Linked DNA regions of Hordeum vulgare: region 2 is linked to region 1. A link is a contact called in public Hi-C data. All regions are on one chromosome and are shown on one strand. Each heading gives the region's core, a stretch centred on a gene start, on an enhancer-like site or on the middle of the called end of the contact. The rest is flanking DNA. Distances are from core to core; before and after follow the strand shown.

Evidence for each region. Hi-C and Micro-C count contacts between places; a contact is called where the count stands out from the background.
Region 2: a Hi-C map of seedling shows a contact between it and region 1, with 2.6 times the contacts expected there. The contact joins the promoter of LOC123395371 here to the promoter of LOC123396022 in region 1. A contact is called at or near these places in 2 of 6 Hi-C or Micro-C datasets (leaf and seedling).

What each region holds. Positions count from the first base shown.
Region 1 is chr5H:364,616,625-364,619,849 of MorexV3_pseudomolecules_assembly, forward strand. LOC123396022 (protein C2-DOMAIN ABA-RELATED 11) reads left to right here and starts at 1,491. Exons shown (of 4, transcript XM_045091052.1): 1 at 1,491-1,621; 2 at 1,719-1,899; 3 at 2,933-3,028. The coding sequence starts at 1,768.
Region 2 is chr5H:365,004,131-365,007,355 of MorexV3_pseudomolecules_assembly, forward strand. LOC123395371 (acetyl-CoA acetyltransferase, cytosolic 1-like) reads left to right here and starts at 1,701. Exons shown (of 14, transcript XM_045090363.1): 1 at 1,701-1,813; 2 at 2,003-2,046; 3 at 2,944-3,042; 4 at 3,140-3,225. The coding sequence starts at 2,028.

The sequences.
Region 1 (3,225 bases), core at 241-2,740:
TGAACGGATGCTCGGTTCCTTTGGGGCGGGATCATCATGTTCCCAGTGTGCGGATCCATCGACCGGTCCGGCGACCTTCGAGTCCCATCGGGAACGGGCTGTCCGCCGTGGGAAGGAGAGGATAAGGGTTGTTGAGGCATGTCTCGTGGAGGAAATTACGAAGGCGGAGGCGGCTCATGCAGCGGTGCAGGCGGCCGCACAGGAGGAAGTCATCCGCACCCGCATTTTGAAGAAACGACAGCGGAGGAACACGCGCGCTCTTGCACGCAAGCATAATCGGGCAATCTGTTAAATGGCCGGACTACCATAGAAGGAGGTGGACGAGGTGTGCGACGGCGAGGACACCTCCAGTGACGAGAAGATCCGGCTCGATGCCTACTGCTTCTTCGACCGGTACTTCCACAAGTAGGACGACAAGGGCTTCGGAAAAGGAAAGGACGGACGTGGCTGATGTCCACCATAGTACATGCCAAATTTTGTTAGTCCGATGACATTTCAGTAGTGATGGAGCAGCCGAATAATGTTTGAGATAGGAGATATGAGATGTCCGGTTGTAGAATGCATTCTTTAAGACGTGACCGGTCAGTGTCCGTGGACATGCCCGACGCATCCACGAACATTTGTGGGGTCGGATTTCCAAGTTACGGCTGTAGATGGTCTTAGAGCATGACAACCGGACCCCTCAAATGAGCCCTCATACGCCCGCGGACGCGTTCTGCGAGTGACCGGACACGAGAGAGAAGGAAAAAAGTGAGCCAACCGGACCCCTCATATCGTTGCTATATGCCTGGGCGCGTCGGTTAGACCGCCACATAGGACGTGACCCCAACCCGGACCCCATTTTATTTTCTTTATTCATTCTTTTCTTTTTTATTCTTCTTTTGCACCTATCATGTACAAGTGATCGGACATATGAAAAAGAAAATGAGGAGTGTGGTTGTGTGGACGAACAAATAGGAAACACGTCCATTCAGTGACCGTGCACGCAATGATCGTTTAAGGGGTCATATTTACAATGTCCGGCACTCGGGACGCAATTACACGAACCAACTGCCTTATTTCTTGCGCGCACACAGTCGCCCTTAAGTACATGTGATGATGTGACCGAGCTAGATCAAATGGCATAGTACACGTAACGTATATATACAAGCGTTTAGGTATATACAAAGACAAAACAGTCTGGTCGGGCTAGCAACGCTGCATGAGCCTGAAGACCGAGCCGAGAGCGTGTGGACGCCATCCATTTGTTCCCGACTGACTGGGTCCGGGATTTGACCGCACCGCTGGCTGGCGCTGGGCGTGGGCAACAAAACACAAGGAGGAGCCCGCCCGCCCACCAGGCACGTCCGGTCCGTGAATCGTGATACAGACAGGAGACCGACCGAGTCTACTCATCATACCCCGCCCGTCCATTCCGCGCCGGACAGCTCCGCTCGCTCGCGCTCGCGGGCTCCACCGCCAGCTCTGCCATAAATCCCCTTCTCGTCTTCTCCCACAGGAACGAGCAAACAAACAAACGCATCACCCACCCCCTCCCCTCACCACTCCACCAGCAAGGCAGCAGCAAGCACAAGCAGAGCACCGCCGCACAAGAGCCCAGCATACATACTCTTGAACCAAGGCAAGCTTCCTCTCTCCGCGGAAACAATCGGCCGATCCTTCCGCGGTTCTTGTACATGTGAAAGTGAAACTAACTGCTGAGTTTGGTTGCCATTCAGGGAGGGGGCGAGGAGGAGCTACATACATACAAGATCCGTCCATCAGAGGATGGAAGACGGGGCCGAGGGGAGGGGGGCGAGGCTCGGCGTGCTCAAGGTGATGGTGGCGCAGGGGACCAACCTCGCCATCAGGGACTTCACCTCCAGCGACCCCTACGTCGTCGTCCGCCTCGCAGACAAGGTCCATCCGCTCTTGCATCCTACGCCCTATCTGTTGCTTGACTTGGGTTCAGCACCTACCCAACAATAGATAGATAGAGTAGATGGATTCTTTCTAGTAGTGCCTTATGTTTCCTTGCCTGATTCACCTCTTCTACAGATAGATAGATAGATAGATAGTCCAAGCACGTGTTTTCCCTTGGGTCCAACGTTGAAGTTGAACATTGTTCTGGTTGGCTTCTCTGTCGGCATGTCTTACTTCACCCTGCACCCTTGTGTTAAGCCTTTCCTAGGCATAATAATTTCACTGTCTAGTAGTACCTCTGTACCATAATATATGGCGTTTTATCAATCTTATTAATTCTTAAATCCAACTGCCCGCCTAAAGTGAAACATTTTGTCAAAAGTACTATGGTCAATAATGGGGTTTACGACTTAAGTCCCCTTCTTTTTTATCAGCCCATTCAACTTTCGGTGGTTTTTCAGACATCGTACGTTGCCAAATCCACTCGCGCATTTGTTAATCATGTGATAATGACGACATTCACGCGCATGTTTGTCTGTCTTCGTGGGTGCCACCTTTGATTGGACCGAATTTTCTTCATCCTTTATCAATGCCAATGCTCACTTGTTTTCTCCCTTTTTCTCCAAAGCGTTTTTTTCCTTTTACCAAATTCATTCGTTTTGACCACATGCCCGCATTTCTAATTTTCTAGGAAAAAGTGTGCTTCAAAAGCAAGAGTGTGAGATTATGATGAGAAAACCCTAAACTCCTGACACTGAATACTCAATGATGTCAGCAAACAAGAAAAGTTCTCAACTTGCATGAGGCTAATTGAATGGTTTTATCTAGGTGCTGCTGCCGGTTATATATAAAAACTGAGAGCTCTCGGTTGCCACTCAATAGTGCTATTAATGTTACAAGAATATCTCACTTTGACCTACTCTAGTGATTTGGTTTGGTACATGCATGTGAAATCTATCAAGCAAGTGTGCATTTCTTTATGGGTGGACCTCTAATACCGTTCGTTATTTCTTACATCTTTTACCCGCAGAGCGCAAAGACAAAAGTCATCAACAGTTGCCTCAATCCAGTTTGGAACGAGGAGATGGTCTTCTCCGTCAAGGAACCTTTAGGGATCATCAAATTTGTAAGTTGCCCTGTTTTCTTTGGCCCATCGGTTTGTTTTCCGAATAAGAGAACCAGACTGTTTAATATTATGATTGTGTTCGACATGCCTTCAGCTTGCTTGAAATATGTTTCTTTCATTCCTGAATAAGCATCATTTGTTTCTTTTTCTATTAGCAAATCTTTCTCGTTTGTCCGTCGGTATCTTCATGAAGACAA
Region 2 (3,225 bases), core at 451-2,950, 390 kb after region 1:
CCGGAGCTTGCAGCAACGACAACACGTGGCCGGGCGACAAGAGCTTGAAGCAAGCCGCGGCTGGGCGGTGAGAACTTGCAGTAAGGCGCAGTCAGGCATCGCCTCCGACGTCTCCATACACACAGATGGATGGTTGGCTTGCTACCAGTTCTGAGATAGAGGAAGAAGAGCGATGCAGATACATAGGTAATGACGAAGGGAAAGAAAGAAAGAGATAAGGTTTGAGCGGTTGGTAGACGGCGTGCGCGCGACCGAGCACATGTGGGACACGCGTCGATCGAGAGAGGGGGTTTACGAAGCTGTTGGATCAACCGGTTAATTTTAAACGTTTTCCTTAATAATATCTCTGTTGCAATAGTCAAACGTGTCAGTCAGCCGCTCGATATATCCAAATCTAACGGCTCACAAACCGGCCGATCTTTTAAAAAGAACAGCCGACTGACCCCCTAAATTTGTTAAGTTATGAGAAAATCTCAGAAAATCAGGAAAATCTTATTCGTACACGAATTAGGAGCTTACCTTATGGAAAACACTTAAAATCATCCGGCTGGTTTTCTAGCCAATCAACCGCGTTAGACGAGTGCCATGTGTCCACCCAAGACCACGCATCGCCCTTATCCTCACGACATTGACTCGTCTTCTTCGCATACCAAACGGAGCCAGATCCCCAACTCCTTCATCTCCTACTCAAGTGTTCGCCATGACCCTCGTTGAGGATGGTAGCGCCCAGCGGTTCCTGTACGACCAGCGACAACCTCGATCACCTGCATCGGCCTTCACCATTTATGCAGCTTGTCTTTTCCGGTCGATGTTGCAGGTCCTCGTCGACGACGCGGGGAGGGAATAGCGTCTGTCGCACGAGGATGTTGCTGAGCTCGCCGGTGTGGCGGAGTTGCAGGTCCTCGACGCTGCAGCCGGCGGCGTAGTCGAGGCAGCGCTTGAGGTCGGGTTGCGCGAGCTGGCCCACGTGGAAGGCGAGCGAGAAGACGTCGACCCGACGCCGGCCGCGAGGAAGAAATTTTTTCTGCAACATCATCTGTGTTGCAAGTTTTTTTTGCACGAATGTCTTGTTGCAGGAATAAGACACAACAATATCTATGACGAAGAAAAAATATTATGCAACCTAACCTATGTTGCAAAAGTTTTTTACAACATGACCTTTGTTGCAAAAAATATCTTCCGCACCAGTATCGATGTTGCAAAAAACGAAGGGAAAAAAATTCTGCAACAAAGCAATTGTTTCTGAAACTCGACCGTTGTTTCGGGATTTAATGGATCCAAAGTTTATTTTTTGCAACAAAGCGATTGTTTCTGCAACTCGATCATCATTTCAGGAATTAAATCAGGAGCGGATCGGACGGCTATGGGCGAGATCGAACCGCTGTGGAGGTGATGGATTTTTAGTAAATATCCACCGGTGAATTGATAGCAGCCCCCTTACCTTATTCAATCTTACTCGTACACGAATTAGGAGCTTACCTTATTCAATCTTTATTCGCACACGAATTAGGAGGTTACCTTATTCCGTCGTTTAATTACGACTCTTCTTTTTTATTCAACCGCCATAATAAAACTTGTAACCAAATCAGCCCCTCTTCCTTCATTCATTCCTTTACAGCCATGGCGATGTGGACCGCGGATGGTCGAGATGCCATCTAAACAACGGCCCGAGGAGCCCTATATAACAGCGGAAGCGGACAGTCGATTACTCCAGTCCACCTCCGTTCTCTGTTTCAGTGTCTGTCTTGTCCCTCTCCCCGATCTCGACTCCTCCAGGCCCCCTCCTCGTGCACTCCGCCGCCGCCAGATCGAGGCACGCTCTCTCTTCCCCACCCTACCTCCTTTGTCACCTGCAGAGTCGAATCGAATTGAGTCCTCCCCCCCCATTCACCCCCGTCGTCGAGGAATCGCGTGCGATGCGACGGCTCTTCGCTCGATTCCGTGGCGCGCTTGCGTTGCGTCTGAGGTGGCTGACGTCGGGTTGCTTGTTCTGATTTTGCAGGTCGGAGCTGGACTTTGGAGCGGCCATGGGTTCGGACCCCAGAGGTATTGTTTCATAGTACCAGCTTTTTAGAAGGCAATCAGCTGCTCGCTGTTAGTATATTTCAGAGTTCAGACTCAGTTTTTCTGTAACTACTACTACAGAAGCGATCTGCACCGAAAGGATTGTGGGTCTGGCTCGGTTCAGCTAAACATTGATCTAACGTGTCGATAGGCACCAATTGGCAGTCTTTTGTTCCAATTTTTATTTATATATACCTGCCAGTCATATTGGTTTTTGTTTTCTTTCTCGATCCTTGGCATATTTTAATTATGCTGTGCGTTTGCCAGTATATAACATAGCTGATAGGCTTAGCAACATCACCACGGTGATAATGCCCATCATTGACTATAGGCTACTTTCCTTTTCCTCTTCTAGATCAGCTTAGTCATCTTTTGTTTTTTCCCAAATGATAAGTGCCACACGTGCGGCACCAAGTAACACCACCTTGATGTTTTTACAACTGAAATTGCCATCCTATAAAAACAAATCACAAAAAAAAATTGAAGCTTGTCATCCAAGAAAGTTGCCATGCTTCACAACTAAAGTTGCCATACTCGTAACTAAACTTGCCACGAAACAATTGATTCCAACCGCAAAAAAGAAAATAGAAGGGGAAACGGTTGATTCTCTACCAGCGTGACACCATTACAGACAACAGATTCTTGTATTTTGTTTGGGGCCTTTCGCAAACTTGTACAAATAAAAAAAAATTGAGGGAGCATCAGATAAAGAGAAATCTGCATTCGCCAGATGGCTTCCCTGATCTTCTTTGTTTAATCATGCATTCAGAAGTTTCAGAGTATAATCATGCTCTGTGTAGTTAGCAATTGCAGCGGAGCCTGCTAGATGGTTTTGCGGTATGCTGCAATTAATAACTTTTCCTTTTATATTACTGACAGATGTATGTGTTGTTGGGATTGCACGCACCCCTATGGGTAGTTTCCTTGGTGGTTTGTCTTCCTTGCCTGCTACGAAACTTGGCTCTATAGCAATTGAAGGTGATATCAATACTTTCTCTCTGTGTATCCCAGATGGTATATTTTGTTTGGTTTGGTAATAACATTGTAATATTAAAATAATTACTGGGGTGATCAGCTGCTCTGAGAAGGGCAAATGTCGATCCATCCCTTGTGCAGGAGGTCTTCTTTGGCAATGTCTTGAGTGCTAACTTGGGGCAAGCT